3 separate regions of the Mus musculus genome follow, and all the other regions are linked to region 3. A link is a contact called in public ChIA-PET and Hi-C data. All regions are on one chromosome and are shown on one strand. The core of a region is the stretch at or near the end of the contact, and the rest is flanking DNA. Distances in the headings are between cores, read along the strand shown.

What was found. A called contact is a pair of places that touch in the nucleus more often than the background predicts. ChIA-PET counts read pairs in DNA pulled down with a chosen protein or histone mark.
Region 1: a Hi-C map of B cells shows a contact between it and region 3, with 21 read pairs. The contact joins the promoter of Apmap here to the enhancer-like site in region 3. A contact is called at or near these places in 1 of 39 promoter capture datasets (liver), 1 of 484 Hi-C or Micro-C datasets (B cells) and 2 of 9 other capture datasets (adipose tissue and liver).
Region 2: an RNA polymerase II ChIA-PET map of memory CD8 T cells shows a contact between it and region 3, with 9 read pairs. The contact joins the promoter of Entpd6 here to the enhancer-like site in region 3. A contact is called at or near these places in 5 of 39 promoter capture datasets (the C10 cell line, embryonic stem cells, hematopoietic stem and progenitor cells and 2 more), 1 of 484 Hi-C or Micro-C datasets (CD4 T cells) and 2 of 115 datasets of contacts at active chromatin or transcription factors (bone marrow-derived macrophages and memory CD8 T cells).

What each region holds. Positions count from the first base shown.
Region 1 is chr2:150,607,208-150,609,907 of GRCm38.p6, reverse strand. Apmap (adipocyte plasma membrane associated protein) reads left to right here and starts at 1,341. Exons shown (of 9, transcript NM_027977.3): 1 at 1,341-1,520. The coding sequence starts at 1,429.
Region 2 is chr2:150,747,671-150,750,370 of GRCm38.p6, reverse strand. Entpd6 (ectonucleoside triphosphate diphosphohydrolase 6) reads right to left here and starts at 1,290. Exons shown (of 14, transcript NM_172117.5): 1 at 1,138-1,290.
Region 3 is chr2:150,306,140-150,308,839 of GRCm38.p6, reverse strand. It overlaps the pseudogene Gm14125 and a transcript of 3300002I08Rik not described here. Among named protein-coding and RNA genes, the nearest start is that of Gm10130, 4.0 kb to the left of the region's middle. Within about 2 kb of position 1,404, at least 27 of the 459 cell types and tissues checked have an H3K27ac peak or open chromatin away from gene starts, as enhancers often do. A contact at or near this core is called in B cells and memory CD8 T cells, where this site is marked.

The sequences.
Region 1 (2,700 bases), core at 92-2,591, 300 kb before region 3:
ACTCTTTTTTATTCTTCGTGTGTGTGTTCCGGGTTGTTTTGGCCCATGTGTTTCACACTGGGCATAGGATACGCATAATCCATGTAACAGGCACTGGATGTAACTGGCTACTTGTGACAGCTCAGGAATGTTCACAGAGCCTCCCACAGACGGGGATACTCTGGAGAGTTAATGAGAGATTTTCAGCAATGACTCTTGAGATGGATTCTGGATGATAAAAGTGGTTTAGGTGGAGGTAGAAAAAAAAACGTATCACAAGGAAACAAGGAGTAACATGACAAAGTCAGAGACATGCAATCAGAAGGGGAAGCCATTCAGGTCTCCAGGTAGGCGCCAGACCCACACAGCAGTTGTTACAATTACCCACGATATTATCTTTATAATGTCTGTCTTCAATGATGGAATCAAGTACCATGTTGCCAAGCCTTGGATTATATATAACCTGAGATCCCTACAGAACTGTGTTAAGAAATCTCCACTTCCCTCAAGCGAGAGGAAAAAGAACATTGAGGTGGCATTCTATCGCCATCTAGTGCCGAAAAGATAATGGCATGTTTGCTTCTGTAAAATCCCAAGTGAGGTACAAAATCCAGCACCTATATCCTAGAGATCCTTCCCAATGCCCTACTTGGTTATTGCTGCCTGAAATTCTCCTGTCCGCCCTTTCTCTTCCAATCCTACCCCCACATTCCTTCACCGGCTAAATGCTTCCACTAGACCAAGTTTCTCTCTTTAAAATCACCACTGTATTAAAATTTACATGTATTGAAGTCATGGCTCTCATTAGTTCCAGAAAGGAGGGATTTGCCTGCAGTCTGCTCACTTCACCTCCTGGAGTATGTCCGACTCGCTGTAATACCGTGGAAGCACTACCTGGTGGTTGCTTCATGATTCCTAAAGTTTTGCTATTAGCAGTCTTTTCTACTTGGGCCTGTCTTTAGGTAACTCCCTTTAGAAAATTTATCAAATGTCTATTGTATAACCACTTGACGATCTAGCAGTCAAAATCTGATCTTAACCAAAAGGACACATTTTGAACTTTAGCGGAATCTTTTCAGAAAAGATAACAGTTCAGGCGGGGATTACTGCATTGAACACATTTCGTTAAGAATCAGTGGCATCTTCTCTTTGCAAGCTTGTTACTGCAGACTTCACCGCCCAGCACTCGGACTTGAGGAAGACCCGCTACAGCCTCACTATCCAGACTCGGCTCACTGAGGGAGGGACCCCCTCACCATTTGCCTGCAGCTGTAGGCTGGGGCCAGGGGGTGGAGCCTTACTGCTGTGCCAATCTCCAAAAGGGGGCGGGGCCTGCATTGCAGCTCCGGCGCTAAGTTTACGTCATTTCCTCGCGCCAGGGAGTAGTTCTGAAACCCGCGTTGCTGAGTGTCAAGGCGCTGTTGGAGGTGTCAGTGGAGAGGCGGCAGAATGAGCGAAGCGGACGGGCTGCGGCAGCGTCGGCCCCTGCGGCCGCAGGTCGTCACGGACGATGGCCAGGTCCCGGAGGTCAAGGAGGGCAGGTAGGCAGGACCTGGGCTGGGATCATCCCACGGGAGAGAACCCTCCTCATTATCCCGGCTTGGACCCAGGAGCCGGGTTCGGGCTGACAGGACAATCTGCGGGGCGAGGCCTTGCGTGGACCTGGTTGTCCTCCCTCACGCTGCTGTGGACCTTTTCTGTCCCTTCTTGCCACCCAGCCGCTGGAGCCAACGCCTTTTGCCTTTCTTTAGTTGCACGCATCTTCCCGACTTGTCCTTGTTGGAACCTCTGATACTCCTGGGACAGCCACCTGACCACTGCCGTCAGCCGATTCTTTCGCGTTCCTTGTTATTCACTTTCCTTAAAGAGAAGTCAGAAAAGATGCTGGGTTTCCTTTCTGCGAAGGTCCTCCTCCTGCATCTATTGACGCCGCGCAGTCTGTACTCCTCAGCGTGGAGTAGAGAACCGACTGACATTGTTGGCAGTGTTTCTGAGAATTCGGCCTTGCAGGTTTTTGTAATAGGGACAGTAGTTACTGACAGTAAATCCTTAAAAAGAAAAATTTTTTTTGGGCCCCAGTCTTTCTGACTTTCAAAATGCACTATTAGCCCACATATGAAGCATGCTCCTTAAACCGTACTAGAAGACATTTAAAATTGACTTTTCAACTTGGTGACCAGAATTTTGTACTTTGAATATCTAGATCAGCCTCAAAGTTGTGGAATTAACTTATATGATAGAAATATTAGAAATATTTCTTTGGTCACCAGCAATGTGATGAAGGGATGTGGTGCATACTAGATGAGAGACAGTTTTTGCTTCTGATGATCGGTTTGACTAATGGTAATAAGATAAACATACAAACATGTTTTGGCTTTGGAAAGAGGAGTTTGTAAAAGAACAGGAAGGTACTAACTAGTATGGATCTTGATTAGGGAGACCAGCCATCCTAGGTAGCCTTGAGATCTCATTAACTAGGACTCACCTTGCTAAATGTGGGTAGATTATGACAAATTGCTCACCCTGCTTGTTGTGGGTATTGCTAATTAATTGCTAATGGTTGGTGAGTCTTTTAATGGATAAGCAAGGAGTGGCCAAACCTAACTGCAGGAACTAGGAGAACTAGGAAAGGGTGGAGCTGTGGAGAGCCCTATCTGGGCACTTGGAGAAGAAAAGTGTTTTGAAGCCTGGGTACCCGGGGACTCTTGATAGATTGGCCTG
Region 2 (2,700 bases), core at 41-2,540, 440 kb before region 3:
CCTGCATGGGCCAGTAGGTTCTTCCAGACCTAAGTACACAGAGAGAGAGCTGTGTAACTCTCAGGTTCGTTCTGTCCATGAGGCTCCAGATGGGACTCAGATACACACCATCTTAGTCTACACTTCTTCCAGGGCAGGAGAAGGGGGGCGGGCAATATTCAGACTTACCTTTATGCTTGCTGCATTATTTTCAAGGACATTGTTAAAACGCTGGTAACAGGGATGGGGAAACCTCCCCTCAACGCTAGGTATTCAGCCCCCTTCATGGCTCTGCAGCACCCCAGGAGAGATCCTGTAATCACATTCCTCTGCCTCTCCCTAGGGAAGCTCCTTCCTCACTGTCTGAGAGTTTCCTATTCTGGCTATGAGCATTCCCTACGCCCCTCACCACACAGGATCTGCAGAGACACAAAAGGACCAGGTATTTTCAGGTGACTGATTTTTTTTTGGGGGGGGGGGGATATACTCTCAGGGTGAAGGGCTGTGTCCACTGTGACCTACTCAGCAATGTTGTCTCAAAACCAATTACTTCCTGATGCTTTTAAAATAAAAATGTGTTCTCACTGACTCCCTGTCCTACATTCTGGGTGTCTACATCTGGACCTTTCTCTCTCCTTTAACCTGAAGCACCTGTGGCCACACACCAACTCAGGTGGAACCACCCTGACCCCTGGTAAGTTCTTCCATGTCACCACCGTTCCCACCTTCCACACAATCAGAACACAGGGTTTCCCCGGTTTCCTGAGCCTCCCAGTTGGGCTATCCAGTGCAGAAGGGGAGGCGCCTGGGCCTGGTTCTGCTGGGGGCGGGTCAGCACAAGCCAGCAGAATGAATGGACGCGGCAGGGCTGTGGGCTACACTCGGGCAGAGACCCCTGCTGCTTGGCCTACAGCATAGCTCACGAGTCCCACGGTGTGTTGTAGACGTGCGAGGGCTACGCAGCAGGGTCGGAAAGACAGCCAGTTGAATGGACCGAGAGCGCAAGTGACCCCGAGGCCTCCCCCCGGAGCTGTCTCCGGGCCCAGGGAGGTATCAGGCATTGGAACTGCACCACGGGGAACCCCGTCCCTCGCGCGCGTGGGGAGACCAACCGTAGTCAGTCCTCCGGGCCAAGCACATTTCGCTGGCCCCGCTTACCCTGCACGGCTCCCTCGGCCCCGCAGGAGAGGTAGTGGCGTAGCCGGAGGCAGACAGCGACCACACACCGCGCGCCCAGCTCTCCAGCGCCGGTCCGCGTCAACAGAGCCTTAACGCGTGGAAGCAAACCCCAGCAGACGCCGAGAAGCTGTCTCCGCCTACGTGCACTTTGCGTCACCGGGTGGGCAGGACGGCGTTGATGCGCGTGTGCCATGGCGTTTGCCAGCCACGCAGGCGCAATAGCCATGTGCTCTTTGGGTGTTTATTTTTCTTTCTGCCAGTAGGGGGCTCTGGAGCTCCTGCTTATCTTGGATCCTTCTAACAAGTCCTGAGGTGTGGGAGGAACAGAGCCTTGTCTTGACTAGAGTAGGAGTTACTTCAATCTCATCCATCACCTCGTCCTTCTGTAGGCTTTCCTCCTGCATCCCTCCACACCCGAGTTGCTTCTTTTACTTTCAAGGGAATTCGTGATAGGATATGCATTCACAATAGAGAATGCGGTGCTATCAAGCGTCCTTTATCCTTGGCCATATTTTCTGATGTCTTCCTAGAAGCCACAAGGTTGTCAGCTCCTAACTGCAGCGAGACTCTGGATGTATGTCCCTAATTCATTTGTCTGAATATCTCCCAAGTTGTCTTTTCCCCACCGAACCAGGACTCCGCTTCTTCCTGCCCACGTGATGGCATCTATACATTGGGGTGCAGGACACTGGTCTTGTTCCTGGAGGACATCCCTGTCTATCGGCTGGGAAAGCCTAAAAGCAAGGATTTCTAATGAAAAGATGGGGTACTCAGGGAGTGAGTGGGTGGATGCTAACCACAGAGTGCGGGGATACTGTGTGAGAGTAGGGTTGGCAATCGCTATTAGTCCCGCGAAACTATTGTAAACAGCATGTGAGCAGCTCATTGGACCTTGCCTTGTCTCACTTTAATAAAACCACCAAGATCTGATTACAACGGAAGTCTATATGGTCTCTTATTTGGCGGATCTTAAAAGCTCTCCCCTCCCCACTTCCCTGGCTGTTTTGTTGTACATAGCACTACAGCATCCCAAGGACTGACTATCTTGCTACTCACTATGGATGTGCTGTGGGAGAGAGTCTTAGTATTGGAATTGGCTATGATAAACTATATGCTCTTTGAATACAACTCCAGAGATACGACTCAATTTTCTCTTCAGTTATTGTACTAATTAACACTCTTACAAATAATGTGTGAAAGCATGGGTTCCCCACGTCTTCAACGGTGGAGTCCTTCCAAACGCTGGGTTCTTTGCTAACTTGTAGTAGAAAAACTGCACCTCACAGTTTTGACTTAATTTTCTAGTGTTTTGAAGTTTGTTCGTGGACCTGTAAGGACCCTGCTTCTGTCTTCTGCCTTCACATCTTTTACCATCTTCTCCACTTTCACAATACTTCTCTCAAATTCTCTAGAATTTTTGTCTTAGTTTTTACAAGTGGTCATACTCACTACTTGGAAAGCTATTCTCTCAGGCATTTCCTTTTGTAGATCTTTTCTCACTTTTAAAATAACATAATGCCACCTTCTCAGACTGTTTCATTT
Region 3 (2,700 bases), core at 155-2,654:
TAAGTGCCAAGGACCAACCTCAAATAGGTCTGGGTTCCTAAGAGAAGGGGAATTTGAAAGCAGCAGGGAATCAAGCAACTTGAAGTCAAACCCTGGGTCCAAGCTTGACAGCTGCGTGGCCTATGTTCTGCTGAGATGACTTTCCAGATGAGATGGTGCTCTGCTCTGCTCTGCTCTGCTCTGCTCTGCTCTGCTCTGCTCTGCTCTGCTCTGCTCTGCTCTGCTCTAGACAGATGTTACTTGCTATTCTAAACACTCTCTGAGACAGGTAGCTTTCTGGTCAAGACAGCTCTCTCTGCTAGTAAAAATTTTAAAAGCTCTCTAGATAGCTCATGGGTTTTCTAACTAAAGTCAGAGAAACTGCTGTAAAAATAAGCTTGGATCTACTGGCCAAGTCAAAAATACAGATAGAAAAATTGTTTTGTTTTGTTTTGTTTTGTTGAGGAAGGAGTTTAATAGTTTAGCAGTTAAGGACATTTATGAGTGAAAATCACCACCTCATAAAAAGAGAGGCATTATTGTTTCTTTCCACCTTACAGGGTACCTCCCTTTATTCCTTCCTTCCTTCCTTCCTTCCTTCCTTCCTTCCTTCCTTCCTTCCTTCCTTCCTTCCTTCCTTCCTTTCTTTCTTTCTTTCTTTCTTTCTTTCTTTCTTTCTTTCTTTCTTTCTTTCTTTCTTTTTTTCTTTTTTTAATCGAGACAGGGTTTCTCTGTATAGCCCTGGCTGTCCTGGAACTCACTCTGTAGACCAGGCTGGCCTCGAACTCAGAGATCCACCTGCCTCTGCCTCCTGAGTGCTGGGATTAAAGGCATGCACGCGCGCCACCACGCCCGGCTACAGGGTACCTTTCAATAAATGTGGATTTCCAAACAGGAATATGAAGGAGGGAAGCAGTGTAGAGGAAGAAAGTGCCCTTGAGGGCTCCACCCTGCCTGCCGTCACCTCACATCTGTAGCTTTAATACTCTCAGGAAAAGATGACCATCTTTTGTAGAATGTTTGTACATGTTTTCATATTTCAATTTCCACTTAAACTTTCTAAGGCTTTAACTGGCTCTATAGATTAAATGAGTCTGTGCTTTCCTTGCAATGCACTTATGCTTATTAATGGCATTTTATAATTTTGTATGAATGCCTATTTTCGCTAAATATTTTGCTTTCACTAAGTACTTTCCAGCTTTCCTGGGGGTTGGTGGAATTACTCTTTACTGACTAATAAACATTCTCCCGACCCATAGGACTCAGTTATTCGGGGGCTCGAGGGGGGCCATGCCTGAAAGAGAAACGGACGAGAAAGAACGAGCGAGACCAAGCAATGATTGTCAAGGTCTCTTTATTGTGAGCAAGGTTACAGAATATAAGCACTAAGAAGGAGGAAGTAAAAAGGGAGAACCTTGCCCGTGCCTCAGCCCGGGGGCAGGGGTGTTCTGCATAACTGCCTGGGAACTTATTATCTACTCTTAGCTCAGGGAACCTTCTGTGGTTTTTCTCAGAAAGTTTGCAGATACTATTATCTGATCTTGATGTTCTGTCAGCTGTCATTTCAAAAGGTCAGAAGTTTCTCAAGGAGGGAGGGGAACTTTGGCTTATAGCTCAGTGTCAGTCTCCAACAAAATGTTACTGCCTGTGCTCTTTACCTTAGGCCTACAAAACTAAACAAAAATCACTGCTGTCCTAGAAGGGTTCTGGATTTGTCTGTTGTGACTTGCTGCTGTCAGCACTGCTTTTACCATTACTTGATGTGGGAAAGCAATCACTGTTTTACTACTAGTGTCCACGTTCGTTTCATGCTAACAACTATGTATATGGGTATTTCACCTGCATGGACATCTGTACCACACTAGTTAGTGCCTGGTGTCTGCATAAGCCAGAGGAGGATGTTGGTTCCCTACAACTAGAGTTACAGAGGTTATGAGCTTCCACATTTGTGCAGGGTTCTCTGGAAGAACAACAAGTGCTCTTAAGCACTGAGCCATCTTCAGCTCCTCCCCTTCACAGCTTAACACTACTGGTGAGAACAGCATTTCCAAACTGACTTTGCTGCTAGCATTGCTCTAGCGACCAGCATTACATGTAGACCAAGACATGGTGGGACATTAAGCTGCTTAGATGTCAGGACCTATTCAGTGGGAATTGAACCTGAACTCTGCCTGTGTTTGGTAGAAGGAGCACTACTTGTGGAGCTAATGAAGATGTCATGTGAGCTAGAAGGACAACTGATGTCACTTGACAAGAACATTTCTTTATAAACTGCTTAACAGATATTCACATCAGGACACAGGCTTTAAGAAAAAATGGAACCGGACTTCTGGACCTCATCTTCGACGGTACTTGATTTCTAGTCTTGAGAGAGATGTGGGAACTTTTTCCTGGAGAATTCTTTCTTTCTTTTTCTGTAAACTTCCCTTTCTTGCTTCAATACGGGTGTGTTTCTCAATGCTTAGTCTGATAAATCGATCCACATAAGGCACTGCGAAGAACCGCCTCCTGTTGTATCTTTTATTTAGGCACCAAAGTATAGGCCAGTGCTTGAATTTGTGCCAGACGATTCGTCCAAAGATGCTTTTCCAAGCATCAGGTCTTGGTTTTTCTTGACCAATCTGAAGAAGCCTAAAGCATCTTCCCTCTCCTAGACAACTTTATCTAAGGCATCCATGGAATCAACAACCTTTTCTAACCACTCTGGACTTGGCATTGGCA